3 separate regions of the Ovis aries genome follow, and regions 2 and 3 are each linked to region 1. Evidence: chromatin contacts called from public Hi-C data. All regions are on one chromosome and are shown on one strand. The core of a region is the stretch at or near the end of the contact, and the rest is flanking DNA. Distances in the headings are between cores, read along the strand shown. Region 1 has its middle 36 kb from the start of TMSB10. Region 2 has its middle 87 kb from the start of TMSB10. Region 3 holds the start of TMSB10 (thymosin beta 10).

What was found. Hi-C and Micro-C count contacts between places; a contact is called where the count stands out from the background.
Region 2: a contact with region 1 is called in a Hi-C map of liver, with 2.8 times the contacts expected there. The contact joins two enhancer-like sites. A contact is called at or near these places in 5 of 16 Hi-C or Micro-C datasets (blood, liver, mixed tissues and 2 more).
Region 3: a Hi-C map of liver shows a contact between it and region 1, with 1.6 times the contacts expected there. The contact joins the promoter of TMSB10 here to the enhancer-like site in region 1. A contact is called at or near these places in 5 of 16 Hi-C or Micro-C datasets (blood, liver and mixed tissues).

Annotation. Positions count from the first base shown.
Region 1 is chr3:56,732,571-56,736,739 of ARS-UI_Ramb_v3.0, reverse strand. No RefSeq gene overlaps it. Among named protein-coding and RNA genes, the nearest start is that of TMSB10, 36 kb to the left of the region's middle. Within about 2 kb of position 2,214, at least 14 of the 54 cell types and tissues checked have an H3K27ac peak or open chromatin away from gene starts, as enhancers often do. A contact at or near this core is called in liver, where this site is marked.
Region 2 is chr3:56,680,748-56,684,916 of ARS-UI_Ramb_v3.0, reverse strand. No RefSeq gene overlaps it. Among named protein-coding and RNA genes, the nearest start is that of TMSB10, 87 kb to the left of the region's middle. Within about 2 kb of position 1,991, at least 10 of the 54 cell types and tissues checked have an H3K27ac peak or open chromatin away from gene starts, as enhancers often do. A contact at or near this core is called in liver, where this site is marked.
Region 3 is chr3:56,767,984-56,772,152 of ARS-UI_Ramb_v3.0, reverse strand. It overlaps TMSB10 (thymosin beta 10), which reads right to left and starts at 1,833. Exons shown (of 3, transcript XM_027966724.3): 1 at 1,771-1,833; 2 at 1,380-1,494; 3 at 813-1,097. The coding sequence starts at 1,479. The coding sequence ends at 1,069.

The DNA.
Region 1 (4,169 bases), core at 965-3,464:
TGGTGGTCCAGTGGCCAGGACTCTCTACACTCCCAATGCAGGGGACCCAGTTTCATCCCTGGTCAGGGACCTAGATCCCACATGTTGCAACCAAGACTCTGAGCAGCCAAATAAATATTTTTAAAAAGTCAATGATCTAAGGTTCCACCTTAAGAAGTTATTAACAGAAAAAGAAAAGTAAATCCAAAGTAAGTATAGGAAGGACATAATAAAGGTAAGAGTAGAAATCAAAGGAATAGAGAAGAGACTTTTCTTTTCCAAAGAGACTGGGCTTCCCTGGTGGCTCAGATGTAAAGAATCTGCCTACAATGCAGGAGACCCAGGCTCGATCCCTGGATGGGGAAGATATTCTGGGGCAGGGGATGGCTACCCACTCCTGTATGTTTGCTTGGGAAATCCCGAGGACAGAGGAGCCTGTCTGGCTACAGTCCATGGGGTCACAAAGAGTCGCACTGGACAGAATGACTAAAACTTTCACTTTCACTCAGAAAAGAGACAAGAGGAAATTAACAAGCTCAATTATGTTTTCTGACACATTATTCCCCTCCCTCTTCCTTCTAGTCTCTGCACATTGGATGAGAATTCATTTGGAGTGGGGGAAAGAGTATGAAATAATAGCTAATTCCTTCCTTAGGGGTTCCTGATGCTTGTACCTCACAACCAGAGAGAACTTTTTTTGCCAGTAGGTGGCGGCGCTGTCACCTTGAAAATTGGGACAGGCTGCCTTCTGGGTCGGCTTGGGGACCAAAAAATAGCCTGGGGCTGAAAGGAAGGCATCATTTCAAGACAGGAGAAGTCAATTCTAGAAAGTAAATCCTCACTTTTAGATCAGGGAAGTTAGAGATTATACACGCACAAACACACACACGCACAATTCCTAAGCCGAAATCCCCGTGGAATCAAAGTTTGAAACACCTGTCCTTTAAAAGCTGGGTTTCTGGGGGACTCCCCTGGTGGTAAGGACTCCGGGCTTCTAATGTAGGGTGTTAGGGTTATATTCCTGGCTGAGGAACTAAGACAAAGCTTGCCACACGGGTGAGGCTATCCCCCAAACAAAACAAAACAGAGAACGCCAAAACAAGCCCCCTCCCCCGCTTAATTGGAAGTACTGTAGGTGGGAACCTGAGGCTAAGAAAACTCCTCTCATTGTGTGCAAATCAGGGCTACCCTCTCCTCGACCCCCATTCTAAATTTCCATCAGATTTCCCAAACGCACGTAGAGGACAGGGAATTAAAACAATTAAGATCCCCTGCCTATGAATGCGCCATTAAACAACACTAGGAAGTTAATCAAGCAGGAGTCTGGGCTGTCAAGGGAGGTGGAGTACCCTCAGGCCTTGGGTGGGAGGTGGGAAAGGCCAGTTGCTTTTATAATTTTTTTTTCCCTCCAGGGCCCCTGCTGTTAAAAGCCCCGTGGGGAGTTTGGAGTGGAAAATTTGCAGACCTACTGTGTGCGTCTGCGTTCTTGCTAAGTCGCTCAGTCGCGTCCGACTCTTTGCGACCTCATGGACTGTGGCCTGAACGGCCTCTGTCCACAGGATTCTCCAGGAGAATGCTATGCCCTCCTCCAGGCGTTCTTTCCGAACCAGGGATTGAATCTGTGTCTCTGGCATCTTCTCCTTTACCACTAACGTCATCTGGGAAGCTCTGCGGAGGTGCTTTTCCTAAATTAATCATTTAATCTTTGCAGTAATCCTTTTTATTACCCCTCCAAATCCCTTAAGAAAGCACTTAATGGAGTGCTTGCTGGCTTTCGTGGTTCCGGGTTTTAAGTGAATGCACACACTGATTATTCCCCTCTTTTACACACACACAAGACTTCCGCGCGATTCCCTTCGTTTAAATGAACTTGCCTTTAAAAACAGCCTTTCATTTATTTCTTTGGTCTATTTCTTTCCAACAAGAGTCACCCTCAGGATTGGCAGTAGGAACGCAGACAGGACAGGAGGCAGTACGATTTTCGTTCGAATTTAGAAGACAGTCCTGGAGTCTCACTTCTCCCTTCTATCCGGCTCACAAAGTGTCGGGCGGCCAGGGCTGGGTTTGGGCGGGAGAAGCCCGGCCAGAGCTCCCGAGACCGACTCCGCGCGGGGCTGGTGGGCCGCAGAGCGGTTGAGTGGGGTCGGGATTTAGCCCCTCGTGGCAGCCACCCGGCTCGCTCCAGCCCCGCCCAGAGGCGGCCGCGCCAACCCTGAAGGGAGCCGGCGAGAGGCTCCCCGGATCTCCAGTGCGCCACGGACGGCGCTCAGAGAGTCCGCAGCCTCTAGGTCGCCGACTAGTTGGGATGGGCAGCCGCTGCTGAGTCCTTCCTTGCCTCTGCGTCCCGGGCCTCGGAGTCGCCGAGAGGAGTCCCTGGAGCTGGTTCCTGCTGCGGACCCTCTGCCTCCGGCCCGTGAGCTCAGCCCCTCCGCGCCGCGAGCCCGCCTCTGCCAACCGCGAGCTCCAACCCCCAAACAAGGCGCGCAGTAGGCGCGGACGCTGCAGCCTCCTGGCACCTCCCGGGGGGTGGGGTGGTTACCTCCCATCCTCGCCAAACTCCGCGCTCTCGGACCCCGATCCGACTCAGCAGGCCAGACTCCCACCTGCCTTGGCGGTGCCTCCTAGCTCGCACTTCTCGCCGCGACCCCCGGTTCCCCTTTCCGGCGGGGGCGCAGCCTTCCGGCCACATGAGACTCTGTCCCACGGCCCAGCCGTTTGTCAACCGAAAGGTCTCGGGCCAGAACTCCTGAGTCTCGCCAGCCTGCTTCGCTGGAGATTCGGGCTCGAACCCGCGAAGACCCGGTGGGCCCGGAACTTGGGCTCATTTTCTTTGAGGTTTGAGCTGCCCGCTCTTCCCTAGAGTTTCATTTCTGCTCTTAAGGAATGGTAACAAGCCCGCAGCAACAGCTTGATTTAACCTTTGTCTATTCAGTGCCTGAATTAGGAGAGATTTGGAGCTTCCCTGATAGCTCAGCTGGTAAAGAATCCGCCCGCAATGCTGGAGACTCCGGTTCGATTCCTGGGTCAGGAAGATCCCCTGGAGAAGAGAAAGGGTATTCTGGCCTGGAGAATTCCATGGACAGTCCGTGGGGTTGCAAAGAGTCAAACACGACTGAGCACACTTTAACTTAGGAGGGATTTGGGAGAACTGGAGTCATCCCCCTAATTTACTGATATGGGAAACTGAGGCTCACAGAGGGACATTTGTGCTCCACGTCACGGAGCGCTTTCCTGGATAGACCGGGTCTGACACGCACTGTGCGCCTCGTTAGAACGCGTTTTGCGGTGAGGGGAACCTAGGTGAGAGAGGCCCAGTCACCTGCTCGGGCCTCCCCAGCCCTATTGGAGCAGAAGCCGAGCGGAAACCCCGTAGGTCTGGCGTCTCCGGCTCTGGACCTCTTTCGAGGAGAGCGCTCCCTTTTCATGATCAATTTTCTTACTCTCGAAATTTTCTGCCTTTCTAAAGTCCCTCTCTTATGAGCGGTGTGGAAGTTGAATTTTGCGAGTTTGTGGTTTCAGTCTCTGTGGAGCCCTGGTGTGGTGGGTGGTCGTAGACCTTGCGCCCTCGGAAGCCCACCTTCTTTGATTCCTGCGCAGCATCAGAGGTCGCGTGACTTTATTCATTGTCCTAACCACAGCGAGGAAGAGGGTGACCTCACTGAGCCATTCCTGGCGAACGGGTTGCCCAGGAAGCCACACTGTGTTCCTATAACACCCTGGGCTAGGGACGTAGGAAGGCTGTCCATCTAGTGGAGACCAGTCAGTCAGTAGCAAGGCTGTTTGATCACCTGCAGGCTGTAGAGAGCGCTGTGGATGGGTTCCTCAGGGGATGCTGAGATTGTAGTCAGGCTCTGGAATCTAGCTTCCCACCCCGTGTGGCTGCTTCCTGGTACATTCTGGAAGGACCGTGGCTTGAGAGCTGGCTTGGTTTTCAACTTTTGTTAATCATTAGGGAGATCTTCTGAGCCAACATCAGCCACAAACAAGGCAGGCTTGACCCAGAGCACGTCACAGGTGGTTGTTATTGTTCAGTTGCTCAGTCGTGTCTGACTCTTTGTGACCCCATGGACCGCAGCACACCAGACTTCCCTGTCCTTCACTGTCTCCCAGAGTTCTCTAAAACTCATGTCCATTGAGTCAGTGAAGCCATCCAACCATCTCACCCTCTGTTGCCCCCTTCTTCTCCTACC
Region 2 (4,169 bases), core at 742-3,241, 52 kb after region 1:
GACTTTTAATTTGTAAGATGTGTAAGGCCTCTCGGAAGTTGTTAGGCTGCAAATAAGCACAATATAAAAGCCTCCAAGGTTAAGTTAGAACCATTGTAGCAGCTCTAAAAGGAAAGACTCGATAACTATAGAAAATTGTATTAAAGATTCAAAAGGGCATTTGTGTATATTTTTAGGAACAAGAGAAGGACTTAGCACCAACTCAGACACATGTCCAATTCATTGTTCACACTTACTTAAAGTACACTGATTTGTAGTATGGCCTCCTCAGAGTTGCTGGGTGACACAAGATGATCTCCTTCCTGCCAAGGAAAAGCAGCAAAGGGCTAACTTGGGAAGCGTTTTGACTTGCTGTGGATGGATTGTCCCAGCAAGTCTGGCATCATTGAGTGAAAGTTTATTTTGGGCCACTACCTCTAGTAGGAAGAGGTCCTTCTGTGATATCCCAGGTTCCTCTCCCCTCCCTGTCTTCTTCTTGACATCACCTCCCCACTTCCAGGTAAAATGAAACCCCAGGAGGGCAAGGATATGGTCTTTCTTGTTCATTACTGTATCTTCAGTGCTCGGATCAAGTTGGCATCAGTAACAATTTATTGGCTGAATTAATGAATGGAAGAGGAATGAATGAGCTTCAGGAACTTTTAGTTCTATACTTGCTGCTGTGATTCTGTTCTTCAGTAGTTGACACAAGAATGGTCATTGACATTTCTCATGACACCTTTCACGATCCATTACACTCTCTTGTTCTTGATGATGCTTTGCTGACCATCCACTCAATTTCCAGAATTCTACACTAACCCAGGATTATGATTGGCATTTTGCTCCCTTGCCTGTGCTCCCCACCCCTGTTCTCAGCCTCTGCTGTCCCCAGTCTTTCTGTGACTTGAGGACCACAGGCTGACAGGGAACTTTCATGATGAGCACCACTAGCCAGGTTACTATCTGGATGTCCTTCCACCAAGGACTGTGTGTAATTCTGAATAGGGATGCATCTGATATCATGAATCTCTGTAATGCACTAAGCTCCCCATCAACTGTTTTAATGTCTCAAGGACATTCTCTCTCCTCTGCAAATGGAAAGAATACATTTCCCAGCACCCTTAAGGATTAGGCAAGACCATGTGACTGCTTCTAGTCAATGAATTGTGGGAATTCAGGCAAACTGTAGGTCACCTGCCATATCCACCCCATAGCACCCCATGGAAACCATCTATCGGGACGGCAGTGTCACAAGATAAACAGAACTGGATTCCCAAGGGACTAGATGGATGAAAGAGCCGCTAACTCACTCAGATTGTGTGAGCAAGCTATATATTATCTGTTAAGCCACTGAGACTTCAGGTTTAATTTATTACTGAGACATAGCTTACCCAATTTTCCAGGTAAGAATACTGGAGCAGGTTGCCATTTCCTACTCCAGGGGATCTTCCTGACCCAGGAATCAAACCTGCATCCCTTGTGTCTCCTGCATTGGCAAGTGGATTCTTTACCACTGTGCCACCTGGGAGGCCCCTATCCTGACGTATACCAGGGGAGAAAATGGGAGTTTAAGAGCTTTCAGGCTTGGTCAGGACAAGCATTTAAGGAATAAACCCAAATGCAGATGTCCCAAAGCTGGCTGAGAGATAAGCTCAAATAAAATATGAGTCTCTAGGGGGTAAGACTCTCTTCCCTCCCCCATTAGGCCCAGCATTCCTCCCCTGCCCTCACCCCCATTTACTTTTCTGAGAAATTTGATGGGTCTGGGTTTCCCGGAAATGCTTCCTGTTTGTCTTGGCTGGCGAAATTTCGTTGAGCTTCCTTTTCTCCAACCCATCTCAGACTGCAGTTTTTGGCAGAGTCATTTCTAGATTTTATTCATTCAGTCAAAATTTATTGAATGTTTACAGTATGTCAGGTCCTGTGTGCCAGATGGGGAGAATAGAGAGGTGAGTAGGGCGTGATTGCTGCACGTGGGGTGACAAAACAGGGCGCTGCCATTAGTGCTGTGATGGAATAGTCGCAGGATGCTCCGGGCAAAGAGGGGACGGTCTCACTGTGCCCCGGAGTGCCCGCAGGACCGTGGCTTCCTGAGGAGGAGGCTCCCTTTTCGATTTCCAAAGGACAAGAGTGTTATTTGTCACAGGGAGGAGGGTAGAAAGAGCCTCCCAGGCGGAGGCAGCAGCGCGCGTGCGCGGCCACAGCAGCCTGTCTGCACTGGTGCTCCACTGGGGGTATCAGTATAGAGGCACAGATTGCATCAGAGATGGAGCTTCTGTATAAAACTGGCTTTGGGAGATTGTCTGTGTTACCACTTAATGTGTATTGAATTTGTTTTAATGGAGAATTAAATTTTTACTAAAAAAAAAAAGCACAAGTTAAAAGAAGTTTTTAGAAAAAAGAGAAGTAACAATCTTTTGACTGGTTCATGCCCATTGACTCAGTAGGCCTGGTCTTAGGAATCTATACTAAGGAAATAATTAGAAAATAGAAAGAACTTTCTGCTCCTGGATGCTCTTGATGGTGTATTCATGATTGTTTAATTAAATGATGGCATGTAGTGTGATGCTAAGGACTCCATACTCTGGTGAAATGCTTATACTGTCACACAAAAAGTGTACGATACTAAATTTTATATATAATACTTACATATATATATATATATATATATATATATAGTAATTTTATATATAGGGATCCCCAGGTGGTGCAGTGTTAAAGAATCTACCTGCCAATGCAGGAAAGACAGGAGAGGTTGGTTTGATGGCTGGGTGGGGAAGATCCCCTGGAGAAGGGAATGGGAAACCACTCCAGTATTCTTGCCTGGAAAATTCCATGGGCAGAGGAGCCTGGCCGGCTATAGTCCATGGAGTAGCAAAGTCAGGCATGAGAGACTGAGCATGCAATAACTTTATATATAAAACAACTGATTGCATAAAATGATAAACTGAAAGGAAATAAACTCAAAATATACTCACAGGTTTTAAAACCAATTATAACCCAAGTATTGAAATTATCGCTAGTTCAAAATTTCTTCTGTGTAACATCTTCTGTTTTCTAGATATAGTGTGCTTTCTGCACTTACCCGGATGAAAAAAGCTTTTGTGTGCCCTTCCTTCTGTCTCCTTTTCTGCCTTCCTCTTTCCCTCTTTTCTCCCTCTTGTCTCTCTCTCTCTCCCTCCTTCCTACCCTCCCTCTCTTCTTTCCAGTTTCAGATTCTTAGGTCTTTACCGTAAGCCTAATAATTTAAATTAGACCATGTGACAGAAGTCAGTTATGCAGCATACCTCGTGTACAGCATGGTGGTGAAGATCTCAAGTTCTGGTGTTGAACTGTTTCCGTTCACGCACTTTGTGGGGACACTTTGGTTTACTAAGCTTTGTGATCGTAAGCAAGTTATTTAACTTCCTTTCCCCTCATTTTCTTCTTTTTAAAAATAGATTTAAAAATAGTTACTACTTCAGGATGTTGAGAGGATTAAATGAGCACAGAAGTGAACTATTTAGCAGGGTCTATAGTTAGCACTCAGAAAATCACTTATATTATGGAACTTATGGTTGCTGGGGGGAAGGATAGGGAGAAAATATAGTTAGGGAGTTTGGGATGGATATGTACACACTGCTATATTTAAAGTGGATAATCAACAAGGGCCTACTGTATAGCACATGAAACTGCTCAATGTTATGTGGCAGCCTGGATGGGAGGGGAGTTTGGGGGAGAATGGATACATGTATATGCATGGCTGAGTCCCTTTGCCCTCTGCCTGAAACTACACAACATTGTTAATTGGCTATAAGTCCAATGCAAAATAAAAAATAAAAAGTTTTTTTTAGAGGAAAATCATTAATGTTATTGGCTTAGTTTTGGTATGCAAACTTCTTTAAAGCTTAATCATCAATAACAAAGACTAACATCCCAGCAAGTCTTTGTAAACTTCTCATAAACAGGTGGACACATGAATATGTTGAGAAGGGCCTGAATAAACAAAGTTCTTATTTACTGTATAATGTCCCTGCGACTTAGCACACACACCCGCATGCATGTCCCATACAGTGTTCCCCAGTTTGCAGACAGCTGTGTCCATTAGAATGAGTGGCTCAGTCTTCTTTAAATACCAAGCATTTCAGAATCAGTGGCAACACTTGGAGGAAGGTCTCTTAGCCACAGGTAACCTGGGCTTGTCCTTAATG
Region 3 (4,169 bases), core at 584-3,083, 36 kb before region 1:
CCCACCATATCAGGCTTTCCTCCTTCGTGGAGGCCTGCGGGCTGGCCCAGCCCTTCCCAATGGGACCAGGGGTGTGACCCAGCAGGGTTCTGCTGCCCCTGCCGGTCCCAGCCCTCCCTCCACATCCCCACCCTTCCTGCTGATCACAGCACCCGAGGCTGCTCAGCCCAGCACTCCCTCTAATGGCTAACGCTTTCGAGCTCGGGTTAAGAGACAAAAGCTAGGCTGTCCCCCACAGCTCTTCTAGTTCTGGTGCTGGTTCCTCCAGTTCTGATATTCTGGCATTTTCCCTGGATCCCGCCTTTGTTCCTGTTCCCATGCCCCCTCTTTCAGGCCCCAAGAGAAAGCTAATGGGGGACTTTTGTGACCTCGCCCAATTTCCAACATTGTGGATTCGGTCTTCCCCCGCCCCTTTCTTCTTTGACGTGAACTCTCTGTTCTCTCCTGGTGTTCATCAGAATTATGAGGGGTCCAGAGGAAAAAAAAAAAAGCGGTGGGACTGGAAAAGCTTATCAAAAACAATTATGCCCTTTTGCCAAAGCATTTTCCAAGACAGCTTCCAGGAACTGAAAAGTGGGGTTAAATTTTGCATCGATTGCATTATAAGCAAGAATAAGTGGCTAATAACCTATGAAATCTTATGGAGGAACAGGTAAATCCAAAACTAAAAGATGGTCCCCTCCAAGCCAGCCCATTCTGCGACCCCCTCCCCCGCTCTGCGGCAGGAACTCCCGACTCCCGCGCGCCGCCGGGCTTCGCTGCAGCGGCACTACCCACGCATACTCAACTAAGAAACAAGAGCACGCCAGCCATGCCACAAGGTGTGTTTTATTTTCATTAATCATACAAATAATTTTCTATAATATTCCAGGGCAAACCGGAGAAATTTGGCAGTCCGATTGGAAGGTCCCCTTCAGAGACCCGCGGGCCGGTGGCGACGGCACGGAGTGCCCGGGTTCACAGTGCAGCTTGTCGCTCGTGTACATCTTGCAGGTGGCTCTTCCTCCACATCACGGCTAGGGTCTCCAAGATGATGCGGTGGAGAATCCTCCAGGTTCGCGGAAAATCTCACTTTGCTTGCTTCTCCTGCTCAATGGCTGTGGAGAGCAGGAAATTGGACACTGGGGGATGGGGACCCCTGGCAACCCACCCAAACGGGGCGCTTGCAAACCTGGTTTGGGTAAGGCACCCACGAGGTCTAGGGATTAAGAAAGAGGCGTGGGGCTGGGAAGAGAGAGGCGCTTTGTGCAACAGAAACAGGGGCTGGGGCCGCCCGATGGGAAGCAACTGCCGGATGGGGTGTGGGGCTGGGTTAACGGGAAGGGCGGGGTGGGGACTGGGCTCGGAGCCCGCGGACCCGGAGGCGGGGGCGGACTCACTCTCTTTGGTCGGCAGGGTGTTCTTCTCCTGCGTCTCAGTCTTCTTCAGCTTGGCCTTATCGAAGCTGTTGATTTCCCCCATGTCGGGCTTGTCTGCCATTTTCTTAAAACAATCCTAGCGGGCAAATCAAGGCGGTTGGCCGGAAGCCAGCGGCCCCCTCTGCCCTCCCCGCCTCCGCTCCACGACGTGGCACTCGGGCTGGGGCGTTCCCGACAGTCCGGAGGCCGAGGATCTGGGCGCGTCCCGCACCCGGCTCCGCAGCCCCAGGGTGTGGCCCGCCCGCCCCGGCGTCCCGTCGGGAAAAGGCGCCCGACGAGGCCGTCGCGCACCCGCCAAGAAAACCCGCTCTGACCCCACCCGACTGGGCCTCCGCCCCAGGACGCCGCTCACCGAGAAGTTCCGCTTCCAGACCGCGGTCCCGGGGCACCCGCTCGCGTTGCTGCAGCAAAAGACAAAAGAGCGGCGCCCGCCCCTCGCCTTATATAGGCCGCGCCCGCCACGCCCCTCCTCTCGCCCGCCGCAGCGGGGGCGGGGCCGGCGGCCGGGGGGCGGGGCCAGCGCGGGTCGCTCACTTCCCTACCGCGCCCTCAGCTCGGCAGCCCGCTGGGCTGGACCCGGCTCTTCTCCCGCGCGCGGTCCCTTCGTCCAGTTCCCCCAGCTCCCTGGACCCCCAGAGAGGAGGCAGCAGGCGCCACCAGGGTGGGTGCCACGCCCTCAGTTTTCTAGGGGACTGCACTCCCCCCTTTCCGGAAATCCGCTGCTCACCCGCAGCAGGGGCGTGGGAGGTCGGCGGGGGGAAGGGTGTACGGTTGGGTGTGGGTGTGGGTGTACTAAGTGTGCAGTGTATCGTTGTTGAGTATGGATGTGTAGACGTGCTCAGGCGCATTACAGCAGTCCCAGCTTACAGGAGGTACCCACCCCTGTGCAGTCCCCACGTGTTTTGCCTTTAGCTTCCCGGAAATCCTCCACCCCTTGTCCCTGTCCTCCTGGAGGTGAACGCCTCCGGGGCTCACACGTAAAGAATCCGAGCCAGGGGTCCTAGAGATGAAAGACAGGGAAGTACAGGTAGATTTCCACTGCTCTTTGCTACTACTGGGGCCCGTTGTCTCCGTTTTCGAACTGGGCAGTTCCTGCAGGACCCATCGCTGGTGCTCCCTTAGGACGCTTGTAACAAGCATTGTCTGAAAGGCGATGGTGGGAGCAGGCAGCCCCCAGGGGCTTGCTGTGTTCATTTTCTCACAGGGCTCCTAGGGACGTAGTGTCCCAAGGTTCAGTTTTTCTCCTTGAGTTAACCTTGAATATGTCCCTACAAAGATTCTTGCTTTCTTTTTCAATCCGTTATAGGCGTATACTGCAATTATTCAAGTCTTTCTTAGAAAAGTTGTATCTTCATTCCGTTCAACATCTTTAGTTCCATAAATGAACAACCCAGGGGGTGAAGCTGGTCATTTTATTCGCTCTGAACTTGCCAAATGTCCAGGAGCATTATTAAGCCCTTTTATTTTTATTTTCTTTTTTGAGGGGGTTGCACTGGGTCTTTGTTGCTGCTAGGTCTTTCTGTAGTGGCAGCGAGCAGGGGCTTCTCTTGAGGTGCGAGCGCTTCTCATTGTGGGGGCTTCTCTTGTTGTGCAGCCCAATCTCTAGGGCACATGGGCTTCCGTAGTTGTGGCACATGAGCTTAGTTGCTCCGTGGCATGTGAAATCTTGCTGGACCAGGGGTCGAACCTGTGTCCCCTGCAGCGGCAGGCACATTCTTATCCACTGTGCCACCAGGGAAGACCAACCAAGCACTTTTAAATTGGCATTTTGTGGAAACATCCTAAGTTCTGTCCCAGCCCTTCCTGATTTTGTCTGCTTTTTTTTTTTTTTCACATTCCCTCAGTGCATTTGGCACAGAAGGAAATAAATTTGGGCTTATGAATTTGATATACCAAACTTCCTGTATGCCCTTGGGCAAGTGTTTTCTTATACCTCTTCATTTATAAGAGTTTTGGCATAAAACTTAAGTGAGAGAAAGAACAGGCATCAAGTGGAAGCTTAACATGGCAGCCCCATGAGCGTGGCACACACACTTTATTTGTGTATCAGTCAACTGTTGCCACAGTATGTCTTGTAACAGACTGTCACAAAAGTCAGCGGCTAAAACAATAATCACTTGTTCTCTCCTCTTCTCTGGAGGTAGGAGCTGCTGTGTTGGGCTCAGCTGGGCCTGGTTTCACCCTGTTCGCGGGATCTAGGTCTGCTTCTCAGGTGTCTCGTGCTCTGGCCCAGGATCTAGCTGGAGCTTGTTCTCAAGGTGATGAGAAAACAGCAAGAGGGCTGTTGCGTAAGAGAGTGCAGAATTGTTGAAGTGTGTATTAAAGCATACCATGTCTGTTAACATCCCGTAGGCCAAACCAACCATCAGTGGAATGGAGATGTGTAGTCCACTCATGGTGGGAGAGGGAGGGGAATGAACATTTCTTAAATAAACATTCAACTTCACAGGGTAGGCAAACAACCATAACAAACAATTCCCAAAGGGCCCTAATGCGGTAAAAGTTTATTCCCCATTCACTCAGCAACATTTTATGCTCTTTCTGTTCCGATCGTGTTCCTTCTTGTAGTGACTCATGTACTCAGGCTTCTTCTTTCTCATCCTCCCCTAGGTCCTGGATGTTTATTCCATCCAGGCAGTGGATGGGAAAAGAGAAAAGAGAGGACTGCACTAGAGTTTTTAGGGATCAGGCTTGGAAGTGCTGCTCAGTCATGTCCAACTCTTTGCGACCACTGTGGAGTGTAGCCCTCCA